Regions from separate parts of the Oryctolagus cuniculus genome. Here region 2 is linked to region 1. A link is a contact called in public Hi-C data. All regions are on one chromosome and are shown on one strand. Each heading gives the region's core, a stretch centred on a gene start, on an enhancer-like site or on the middle of the called end of the contact. The rest is flanking DNA. Distances are from core to core; before and after follow the strand shown.

Region 1 (6,151 bases), core at 1,206-3,705:
AAGAGAAAGAGAAAGAGAAAGAGAGAGAGAGAGAGAGAGAGAGAGAGAGAGAGATTCATCCATTGACTTATTCTGCAAAAACAGCCAGGGCCAGGTCAGGCTGAAGCCAGGAGGTGTAAGCTCAATATTGATGTCCCATGTAGATGACAGGGATCCAACCACTTTGCACCATCAGCTGCTGCTTCACAGAGTGTGCGTCACAGGAACTCAGAGGCAGTATCCAGAGCCAGGCATCAAACCAGGTATTCCAACACTAGATGCAGGTGTTCCAAGTAGTGTCTTAATTGCTGTGCAAAATACCTGTCTCAGTACGCACATAATTTACATTTTTTGTGTTAACCTTTTAGCATCTCAATTTGGACGAGCTGCATTTCAAGTGCTCAACAGCCACACGTGGTTACTAGCCTACTAGCCGGGCAGCTCTAGAGTCCGGGCAGCATAGGCCACCTCATTCTCTAGAGGGAAAATCAGGCGTGAGGTGGGCTGAAGACGCCCTGAGTGGCACAGACAGGCCAAAAGTCAGCATTACCTGAAGTTTGTGGACACGGTGGGGGAAGGATCAGTTAATCTTCCTGTTGACAAGTGGCTACTGTGCATGATGGTAGTTATTTGAAAGGACTTCACCCAAGAAATGTGCTTGCTGGCTGGCTGTGGCAAAGAGATCTCAAGTATTTTCCAGGAGCCGGAGCCAAGGTTTTGTTTACATTCACCTGGAACTGTTAAAGAATTCCCGAAGGAGCCTCTAATGGATTTGCAAGGGAATTTCGGGAAAGGTGCATTTTGGGATATCTGTATTACCCAGGGACATTTGACACCAAGAAAAGATAAAACAAAAGAGCTGGGAGAAGTGAAGCTTTGAACTGGAGGAGAGGTTGACATTTTGATATTTGATTGGACTTTTGTTTTGTAGTTCCGGAAAGTAAGTTATAAATTACCTGAAAGGAAGCAACAACTTGAGGGATTTGTTCAAGATATCACTGGGGTGGGAACAAAAATCCAAAAGAAATCTTGGGAAAGGTTGTTGAGACAGATTTTTTTTTTGTCTATTCTAATTTAATAAACTGGCCACAATCTGTGTGAGCCTTTGTGTTGCATATGGCAGAAAACACATGGAGGGATCCAAGAAACAGAGATGCAGAGTTCAACTTGACCTTTAAAATCGGCTCTTCCAAGAAAGCAACTTCTTTTTTTTTTTCCTTAAGATTTACAGACATTTAAGAATTACAAAGAGATAGAAGGAGAGACAGACAAAAAGATCTTCCTTTTACTGGTTCACTCCCCAAATGGCTGCAACTGCCAGGGTTGGGCCAGGCTGAAGCCAGGAACCAAGAGCTTCTTCTGGTCTCGTATAGGGGTGGCAGGGGTCCAAACACTTTCATCTTCTGTTTCTTTCCAGGCACATTTGTAAGGACCTGGATCAGAAGTGGAGCACTTGGGACTTGAACCAGTGCCCATATGGGATGCCAGCACTGCACGCAGTGGCTTATCCCATTGTGCCACAGCACTAGCCCTGAAAACTACTGTTTGATAGCATACCCTAAATAACCTAAAGACCTCCTAATAAGGTTCTCTTCCTACATACCGTACTTGGATGACGTTTTCATAATCTTGATACCACTTAGTTAAAGACTTTGAGATTTAACTTTGTTTATGAGTCCAGGAGCTATATTCTTTATAAAAATGTGTTTATTTATTTTATTTGAAAAGCATACACACACACACACACACACACAGAGGGAGATAGAGAGAGGCAGAGAGAGAGAGATCTTCATCTGGTTGTTCACTCTACAAATACCCACAAAGGCTGGGATTGGGCCTGGCTGAAGCCAAAAGACAGGAATGCAAGCTTAGTCTCCCATGTGGAAGGTAGGGACCAAAGTATGTGAGCTATAATCTATGGCCTCCCCGAGTGCCCATTAGCAGGATAGCTGGAGATGGGATGGAGTCAGGCATTTGATAAGGGATACAGGCATCCCAAACAGCCTCCCAGTTGCTACACCAAATGCCGACTCCTCAGGAGCCATATTCTATCTAAATTCTAGCAACAGTAGAATATGTTTAAGCTAAATAGGAAGATAAACACTTTAACTTGAGGCTCTTTTTCTTTCTGAAAGGCCTAAGCTGGGAAGGCAGATACAATTAAAGAAGCCAAGAGAAATTGGTTAGCCCATTTTTGGCTGCAAATAACAGAAACACAGATGCCAACTATCTTAAATGATAATAATAATAACGTCCCACTTGGCCAGGTCCTGAGACTGGATGACACTGCCTGAATGGCATCGTTGTGTTTCAGATTTCTCTTTTCTCCACTACCCACTGAGTAGGTTTCTCTGCAGACAGCAGCAGCACTTCTAAACAGCACATTTATGGACGAGAATAGCCAGGAGAAGAAGGAAAAATCTCTTCTCACACTGTCGCTCTCTAAGCCTTTCTTTGTGCCAGAACTGGATCACATGCCCAATCCTGAATAGATTACAGCCAAGGAAAATCCAATCGCCCATATTCCAGTGAGGTCAAGCCTGGAGTTGGGGCACATGTCTGAGCAAAAGAAGGATGGCTATCTGACAAAATTAGGTTCTGTTAAAAAAAGCAAGAGGGAGGAATGGATTCTGGGTAGGCACCAGTACTGCTACCAAAGATCATGTGTAGGTTTCTCCTCCTGGTGAAAATGTGTTTGAATTCATGGTAATCTATAGTACACTGTGTGACAGGATATGTCTGTCTGAGCTGAGCTAGGCAGTCTGTGTGATGCAAGCCAGTCCTGAAATAGCTCTTTGGAAGACATTGCATCATGTCACATTCTAGTTAAGACGTGCATTATGAAAAGGCTTATGTTTACACCCAACTTTAAGTTAAAATGCCTCTTCAAAGATGCCCAGGATTTTAATTTATTTTTTTTACAAGACAGCAGGTCTCCCAGAAAATGATTGGGTTAACTTTGTGTTGGATGACCATGTTCACTTCTGATGGATCATACATGTGTTTTAATGCTTCAGTTTTGCTTAAGCCTAGCTCAGCAAAAGAAGAAATATTTTTGAGTGTGGTTGTTCTTATGCCTTTGTTGTAAATGAAAAGTAATGAACATTTCATGAGTTAGTATCTTTTTAAACAGTTAACTGTCAAGGTACTGTAGCTAAGCTGTGAAATAGAGATGAAGTAGTTATCAACCTGCAACAATTCTAGAAGATAGTGCACACTTCTGGCTTTTTAGCATATTTTCCAGCACTAATTTATTTACAGTTTTCTTGGCACCACACTGTGCAGCTCCTGTTTTTCCAATATAATACCTGAGCATAATTACACAGTTAAAATTTTCATTCTATCAGATTCATATAATGATAAGGATATTTATTCTATACAGTGATAGTAATATTTAATGTCATACTAGCTCCTACGCAAATAGTACTTTAGGAGAAACTTTGCTCCTTTCTCTGGCACCTTATATTAATATTCTTCACCTTGAATGCCAAATTTGGAAGTAAAAGAAATTCCAGGGAAGAAATTTCCCTCTCTCTCTTTCTCTCTCTTTCTTTTTCTCCATAAATTTTCTTGTTCAGAAGGTTTTATTTTAAGTTCTCCTCTTCATTTTTCTTTCTTGTTTACTACAGGAATGCAAACTTGACCTTGACTTTAAGGTCAAAGCATTTTCAGACTGTGCAGTCAGCAGAGAATAGAAAAAAAAATCAATGTGAAACATATTAGAGAAGAATAAGGGTACGAGTAATGCAGAAGTGCTGGGAAGTCATGCAGAAACTGGAAACAACTGAGGTAATACTCAAAGGAAGAATACACTACTCTGAGATTTTTTTATGATTCTTTTCTCTTTAACTTCCCTTTCCTTAAATGGCATGGGTTAGAATTATGGTAATTCAAAGCCTGGATCATTTTCAAGAGATAAAAATTACTTTTGACCTGTAAAAAAGAGACTTCTGTTCCTTTTTTTTCCTGAAGCATTTTTTTCTTCTTTCTCTGTTTTTGTTGGAGGTAGGAGAAATGCCTGTTCCACATACCTGATATGGCATCAAGCTGGGGTGTGTTTCTTCAAGCTCCATGGATAAAATTGCACCAAAAATTATCGGAGTGTTTGAGTCAGCAGTGGAAATAAACTGAATTTTTAATGAGAACATATTTTGACTTTATAAAGATACATATCAAATGTGAAAGCTGTAAAAGTTTGAATAGAATCATAGTAGAAATTTTTAAGATAGAACTATCTATTCAGCTCTTTCTAGAATCTAGCTACAGAAGGAAGAAAGGAAGGAAGGAAGCAAGGAAGGAAGCAGGAAAGAGAGAGGGAAGAAGGGAGGAAGGAAGAAGAGAGAGGAGGAAGAGGAAGATCAGTAGTTAGTTATGATAAGGATTTTTTTTCCTCATTGGAGTCAAGAACAAACTTGCATAGAAAAAAATCAAATTACTCCATTGAAGCTTAATATTCCCTATAACTCACTGAACTGCAGAACTATCCGAGAGAATTTTAACCTCAACTACGTGTATATGTGTGCATATTTTCATTACATGTATAACATGAAAAGACAAAATCTTCATCTCATCTCCATACAGACATGAGGTTTGGCTGTTGTTAAGTAATTATTAAACCCAAATAGTCAGGAAAATATGAAATGCTCTCTGAAAAGGGATTAATATTCACTGTATGGTAAATTTTCTAAAACTTTAAATGAAACATGTTACATGTGAGATAGACCTATTTTGTAACTTAGATTGCTGTGCATGTGTGCGTGAGCACACACACACACACTCATAAAAGGAATGGTTTTGTCTAAAATAAAGCCTTTGTTGTGCAAATTTGTTCATGGCTTGCTGCTTTTGCAATGACCTCATGTACTTAGATTTTACAAAGGTGCAACATGAATCTGCCTAGAACAGAGTTTGAGGTAGGCTCCTGGATAATTGTGAGTGTGAATTAGTGGCAGAAATGGTTTTGCAAATATCATAGTTGAAAGTAAGGAAAATTGATAAACTTTTTTTCCTCTTCAAAAACATTCCAAATGATTTCATGTGGTAAAGAGGGACGAATCTCTCTTAGGGGCCATGTAGGAGAAGACAGAACTAGAGCTGTTGTTTTGATCAGTACAGAAATTTGAAGATCTTTCTGCTATGAAGTCTCATCTCAAATCTGACAGATTCCCATCAAGGGTCAAAAGACAAAAAGAAATTTCTAAGCTCAATCAATTATGTGCATTTTATTTCATGGGAAATAAGCAGAACAGGAAAGATTCTCTAAACTAACATTGATTTTCCTTATACTGATTTCTTCAGTCTGAGCACTCCAGGCAAAAAAGTTTACGTGGCTTCAACTAATTTGCAAATACCATCATTCACTGTTGTTTTGCTACCCATTTCTCAAATCTCAATTAAATGTGATGACAGTTTACTTGCTAGAAACACACAGAAAGGTTCTTTGCAAACCAGAGGTCTTCACTCATTTTCTGCCTGTGGACTTGGCAAGTGGGGTCAACACATCCATTACTGAGGCTGAGTTTTAATTTAGAAGGTTATCATCAGAGTCAGCTAAATAATTATGAAATACTTCAAAATGCAAACTGGAACATGAATGGTAACAGCTGAGAACAATGTGTATACCATGAAACCTGAAACCTGTTCACACTGGATCTTTGAAGGGGTGAATTTAAGGTTTCTACTTGTGAAGTTTTCAACCTTCTGAGGCACCTCTAGGATGAACTAAAAATGGTTTCCTTTCTGGAAATATTATTATATTTTTAAAAATTGAACTTTTTTTTTTTTTTGAGATGGAGAGAGCAAGAGAGCAAGCACTTCCATCAATTACTACATTCTCTAAATACTCATAATATCTGAGCTGCTCTGGGCTGAAGTGGGGATCCAGGAACTCAATCTAGGCTTCCCACATGTGTGACAGAAACCCAATCACTTGAACCATCGTCACTGTTTCTGGGGGGTCTGCATTAGCAGGAAGTTGGAATCCGGAGCCAGAGCTGGGAATCAAACTCATACTTGCTGATGTGAGATGCCAATGTCTTAACCAGTAGGCCCAATGCTTGTTCCCTCTGCAATTATTTGTTATATTAAATGACCAAAATAGCAACAAAAAAAATCACCCTGCAAATCTTAACGTTTTGGGTCAGGCTTCACATTCCCTGTAAAATTAAAGACA
Region 2 (6,151 bases), core at 1,797-4,296, 430 kb before region 1:
CAGGCCAGCTCTCTGCTGTGGCCAGGGAGTGCAGTGGAGGATGGCCCAAGTGCTTGGGCCCTGCACCCCATGGGAGACCAGGAGAAGGACCTGGCTCCTGCCTTTGGATCAGCGTGGTGTGCTGGCTGCAGCGCACCGGCCGTGGCGGCCATTGGAGGGTGAACCAACGGCAAAAGGAAGACCTGTCTCTCTCTCTCTCTCTTTCACTGTCCACTCTGTCAAAAAAAAACAAAACAAAAAACAAAACAAAAAACTAAAACTTGTGTTCTTGGTATGAGCAGCCAGGTGGACGTGGAACCATTATCTAGGAAAGTGTTCATGACAGGCTAGGGGGCTACCGGTAGGTTTTAGGACTTACTCCTCTTCAGCCCTGCAAACGTGTCTAACGTTGGCTTCTTTCTTTCCGGCTTTGTTCTTCATTATTTGATAAGTTGTTAGAGAGTCTGGCCTCTTTTTTTTTTTTTTTTTTTTTTAGAAACCATTTGTTTGTTAAGTACAACTTTCTTTTTTTTTTTTTTTTTTTTTTTTTTTTTTTTTTTTTTTTGACAGGCAGAGAGGACAGTGAGAGAGAGAGACAGAGAGAAAGGTCTTCCTTTGCCGTTGGTTCACCCTCCAATGGCCGCCGCTGCAGCCGGCGCACCGCGCTGATCCTGGCAGGAGCCAGGAGCCAGGTGCTTTTCCTGGTCTCCCATGGGGTGCAGGGCCCAAGCACCTGGGCCATCCTCCACTGCACTCCCTGGCCATAGCAGAGAGCTGGCCTGGAAGAGGGGCAACCGGGACAGAATCCGGCGCCCCAACCGGGACTAGAACCCGGTGTGCCGGCGCCGCAAGGTGGAGGATTAGCCTATTGAGCCACGGCGCCGGCTCTAAGTACAACTTTCTAAGTACAACTTTAGGAATATAGAGGTTCTTCCCACCATAACCACCCTCCCACCCCACCTCCTCCTCCCTCTCCCATTCCCAGTCCCGTCCTTTTATACTCCCCTCTGTAGCTCTGAGCCCAGCAGAGTGCTTTCGGAACACATGGGTTGCACCAACAGTTCCTGGCTGCACCTCCCAGGTGCTACCGGTTGAGGGGTCAGCTGCTGGATGGCAGGGCCCCTCCCAGAAGCACCAAGGGCCTCACACGCTGCGCCCTGTCCTGTCTGTCTTATTAAAGCAAGAGAGGGTGTGCACGATAAGGCAGGGTGGGACCCTTGACTCACAGACTCACAATTAGCAGGCTTTTGTCTTTGAATCTGACTGGAAGTGACTCATGGGCTGGAAAAAAACCTGTTGGAAACAAATGAGGGGGAAAAAAAAGGAGGTTAAGCCAGTGCTGCATTTCATGCTCAGATAAAATGCAGATCTGCTGTCCCATAAACGTTGACTACTGTACACTACCTCAGCCTCCTTCCAACAAAACCCAGGGGGACTTATTAAGCGCGACAATTCACTCATTTTCTCCAAGATTTTTATTAAATGCAATTTAGAGGGGATAAAGTTTCCTTCTTTCTCTTCACTCGAATGAACCCTAATTACCACTAGGGTGGAATAAGATGGGCTTCTTGAAGTCCGCCGCGATGAGTATTGCTTCCCCTTTAAATTAACCCGCCAGTCTCTTGTTCAAAAAGCCAGCGGTGCACTTCCTGTCCACACAGACTTGGCTCCATGCATTTTAAAGAGCATTTATTAAGCACCTGGTGATGGGGCACTGACAACTATATAGCCTGTGCAGGACAAAAGACACAGCTTTGCCTGGGGGTGGGGGTGGGGTTTACTGTGGGGGGTGGGGAGTGAGTTTTGCACTAAGATTCTGTGCAAGTTAAGACTAACAAAAGCCATTTTGGACTGCTTGGGGGTTGCAAGTAACAAAACACCAATCAGGTTAAGCAGTAGGGAGAATGTGTAGGTGGTCACAAGTCATCCGTGGCAGGCAGCATGCACCAACCGCCAATTCCATCAGCCCCCACTGGGCTCTGTCCCTGCCCCCAGCCCTGCCTTCACACACGCTGGGAAACAGCTCATACACAAGGTTCCTAAATACACCAACTTGCAGTTTTAGCCCTGGGCAGAAACTGTGTTTTTTCACTTCCAGTTTCAAAATCCCCCCCAAGAAAACCTGTGTTGTGTCAGGTCTTTGCTCGCGGACTCCCTGCCTGCCACAAGGTTGGGGAAGGGCAGCGACTGGTACAGCTTAGGTCGGAGGCTCCCTGCCCACTCTCTCTCGGCGCCGACAAAGCGGCTCCTGCTGTAACTGCGGGTGTGGGGCGCCACTAAGCCAGGAGTGGAGGGGGAAGGGCTGAGGACGCCGGGCTGCCGGTGCGTTTTCAGAAACCACCGCAGGGGCTCTGGCCTCACCGGCCGCCCAGGACTGGACTCTGGGCAAGCCAGTCCCTTGCGAAATCTGGATTTCACTGAATCCTCACGACGGTCACTGAGGGGCCTGGCTGCTGCCCCCATTTCACAGATGCGGGCCTCAGAGACGTTGAGCACCCGGCCCACACTTAGGCAGCTAAGAAGCCCACAGAGCAGGATTCTGCTTCCAGGCGCTTCCAAGTCTCTGGGCTGCTGGCACCACCCAGGGCGCGCACCCACCCAGCTCAGCGGGGAGGAGAAGGCCGGCCCTGGGGGAGGGGCAGCCCGACACCGCGGGTTGGGCCGGGGTCCCACCCGGGCCCGAGGCGTGCAGGGATGCGGCCTGAGGAGCCCACGCCGAGCAGGGCGCGGGGTGGGGGGAGGGGTGCTCGGGGCCTGAATGCAAGGCCCCGGCACCGCAGGCAAGGCCACGCCCTGGTTGGGAGAGCGTCCCTCCAGATCCCGGCCTTTAACTGCAATCCCATTTAAGGACAACCCGGCCCGGTTCACACCTAGCCTTGAAGATGACAGATGGCTCTGTGGTCCATTTGCAGGGTGAGAACGGGAGCCTATAACTCTGCACCTGCACTGCCGGCTCCATAAACCAAGCAGATCGTGGCCCATAAAATGCCACCGCCGCTGAGGCGCAAAATCCAAGCGGTCACCTGGAGAAGGAAGTCCGCCACGGAGAGCGCCCCGGGACCCCGCACCCACGGGGGAGGCTGGGCACGCGGGTGGGGGATGGGCGCAGGCGGCCTCCCCTCCCCCCACCCCGTGCCTCCGCTCCCGGCTTTGTAGCCCTGCTCTGCCACGTGGTAAAAGCTTCCGGAGGGCGGGGGGTGGAGGGGGCGGCATCAGTTATTTCTGCCTGAAGAGTTTTTGACCAAACGTAAGCGTCGGAGGAGCGGGAGCCCGAACCCCCCACCCCGCCACCCCCCAAGCCCCAGCGGCTGCGACCCCGACGCGGCGGCGGCAGAGCCCCAGCGCCGAGCGGCTGCAAGGCGCCCCTCCCCCGCCGCGCCCGCGAGCCCATTTTCGCTTGGCCGGTCCCCGCGCTGCCGGATGGATCGCGCCCCACCCCCGCTCCTCTGCTCAGTCATTCAGACTTGGAAAGTCAATAACACGCTGACATCATCAGGGGTTTGTGTATTATTACACGGCTACTTTCCAGAGTACCTGGCATTCTCTAAGAGAGGAGCACTCTGGCTGCCCAAGAAAGGGCCCTGAACTGGGAGCCTGGAGGCCTCGGGCGGGGCGGCTGCTCGGAGCAAGGCTCGGTGCTCGGCGGGGAGCGTCTTCTGGGCACCAATTAGGAGCAGATCCTCAGCTTCTGCTGCGCTGGATGCAGATGCACTTTAGATATCGATACAGCCTTCACTGTGGCTTGGGGGCACACTTATAAATCATCCTTAAGTGACCTGTGTTTCTACCAGAGACATCCAGAAGCATTTTCAGTGATCTTTGCATAGGAAAAAAAGAAAGGCATCTTCTAGGCCCAGGAGCCCAAAGCTGATTCTTCTGAGCCTCTCGGGGTTTGCCTGTGCGAGTCTCTTATGTAATCGCCATCACGGCTGATTAGGTCTTCCTGGTCTCTTCCTCCCTCCAGGGCTGAGCTGGGTGGTTTGGTGGCTGTGTTTTTCTTTAAGCCGCATGCTGGGCAAACACACATCCATAGGAAACACATCCCAGATCCACGGTGCAGGCTGCTCCCCCAACGGCTCCCTTGTGCAGAGTGGCTCAGTTTTTTTTTGGGGGGGGGGAGGGAAGTAGATTAATTTGTTGTTAATTAAGACTCCTTTATGTTGCTACTCTGGCATTTCCTTTTCCTAGAACGAGTTTTTAAAGATAATTTCATGTATTTTAGATGATCCCCCCCTCCTCTTGGCTGTGGTACTTGAAACAGCTTATATAATGACTTAACTATCGATTACTGTTCTGTTCATACACACACCTGAGTTTAAAAAAACAGCCGTAAAACTTAGACAACGCTGTACCTTCTCTATTTGGCCAAACAGGCGATTTCTTTCTTCACACACACACACACACACACACACACACACACACACACACACAGGGCTGACTGACCTCATTTGAGATTTTCTTAGTATCTTAAGTGGCAAAAAATGGCAGCCAGCCCTGAGCTGGCTGCCCAGAGAAGTACAAGGGCAGAGCTGTTCTTGCCTGGCCCCATCCTACCCTGGGAACCTCAGGCCCAGCGCCATAGGCAGTGATAGAAACACCCCCCCTCCCGCCGGAAGCGAAGCAGACTCGGGTCTCAACAATGTAACAATTTCCCTATGTGCACTTGATCGGTTCAGGAGAATTTGTAGTCGGTTATGACTGCTTCCTTCCAGATGGTCCGAAGGAAAACTCTCCCACCAGGCTTGCACTTCTAAAAATCACTTCCCCAGGCCTGTCCCTTCCCCGTTTCCCCTTTCCGAGGCGAGGCAGCTGGGGAGCCCGAGCAGCCAAGCAGGCCTTCCAGGCCATTCGGTGCATGCGTGTTCCTGTTCCTGTTCCGCCTGTGGAGACCGAAGTGGGGAGGAGGGGCGGTGCCCAGGACCTGCGCCAGGGGACGCCTCTCTCGCTTGGGGGTTTTCTGAGCTCATTAGAGACCAGTCTGCCTCTTTGGTTCTCCGCAGGAAGAGTCTCTTAAATCTCTAAGCACTTCTGTTTCCTAACCCAACCGACCCTCTGGCCCTTGCCCAAGTCCTGCCAGACACAACTGCCCGATCCAGGGGTCCTTGCTAAGCGAGGGTACCAGCTGCCGAGTTCAGGGTGCTGAGCTTTGAAACTTGGCAACGCGCTCGCCGCCCTGGGGTTTCTGCCAAGGCAGGGGAGGACAAAGGCCAGAGGGTTGGCTTGGGCAGAACCCCTGGGATTAGGAAGTTGGCGCTTTGGCCTAGCAGAGAGCCCTGAAATGAGAAGGAAGAGAAGAGAATTTGTGGAAAGGAACCATGTTGAGGATCTCCAAAGGAGCGCAGCGTGTTGGACAAGCATCAGTGCCAGAGCATGCCCTGTGCCTCTCCAGTGTCAGTCCTCCTGGCCTGGTCGGGGGAGGAGGAGGCACCCGGACCTGGTGGGCGTAGAAGGAGTCCTGTTAGAGTGACACTGGCATTTCCCACAATCCTCTGCGGGAAAGGAGGGGACCCCCAGGGCCTTTACTGTCACGTGTTTGTCAGCTGGTTATACCGGGCGCATTTTCATTCACCCAGGGTTACCCCTTTGCGGGGGGGTCCCTGTGAAGACATTCAGCTACAAAGCCCTGACCCTGCTGTGGGACAGGCAGTGTCTGCACATGGATCCTTTGGCTTGATGAAGGCCACGGCATTGCTTTTTTGAATTATCTCTGGGCAAGATTTCCAATTGCTTGCATGCTGATTTCTTTTCTTTAAAAAAAAATTAAATAAAAAATATACAAAACACAAGCCAATTTTTTTATTATTAGATTCAGAAAATTAGATTCAGAAAATCATTCTGTCAAATGGTTACTGAGGTTTCTAAATGTTATTCTCAGTTGCTATGCACATCTCATGGCGGAATGTAACAAACAGTTCTTGAACCTGGGAAGGAACTTTGAGGAGCACAGGAGCAGGCCTTGCAATCCGGAGGCTTAAGAGCCAAATTGAGGTCCCATGTCTATGTAGGTTGGCCTGAATAGGCGTCTTTTAAAAATTGGATTAAAAAAACCCAGAGATTTCACGTAAAAATCCAATTTTTCCTGAAGAGTAAACAGCTTTGGGCAACACAAGCCACATCAGCAACCGGGTGGAGCAAGCAGCTGCCTCCTCTAAGCCAGCACAGCTCACTGCTG

Evidence for each region. A called contact is a pair of places that touch in the nucleus more often than the background predicts.
Region 2: a Hi-C map of an unstated tissue shows a contact between it and region 1, with 2.6 times the contacts expected there. The contact joins two enhancer-like sites. A contact is called at or near these places in 2 of 6 Hi-C or Micro-C datasets (embryonic fibroblasts and an unstated tissue).

Annotation. Positions count from the first base shown.
Region 1 is chr4:102,129,080-102,135,230 of mOryCun1.1, reverse strand. The region is part of intron 2 of LOC127482903 (a long non-coding RNA gene); the gene reads left to right. Among named protein-coding and RNA genes, the nearest start is that of TBL1XR1, 590 kb to the left of the region's middle. Within about 2 kb of position 2,455, at least 1 of the 8 cell types and tissues checked has an H3K27ac peak or open chromatin away from gene starts, as enhancers often do.
Region 2 is chr4:102,564,221-102,570,371 of mOryCun1.1, reverse strand. LOC127482901 (a long non-coding RNA gene) reads left to right here and starts at 5,912. Exons shown (of 3, transcript XR_007908806.2): 1 at 5,912-6,151. Within about 2 kb of position 3,046, at least 4 of the 8 cell types and tissues checked have an H3K27ac peak or open chromatin away from gene starts, as enhancers often do.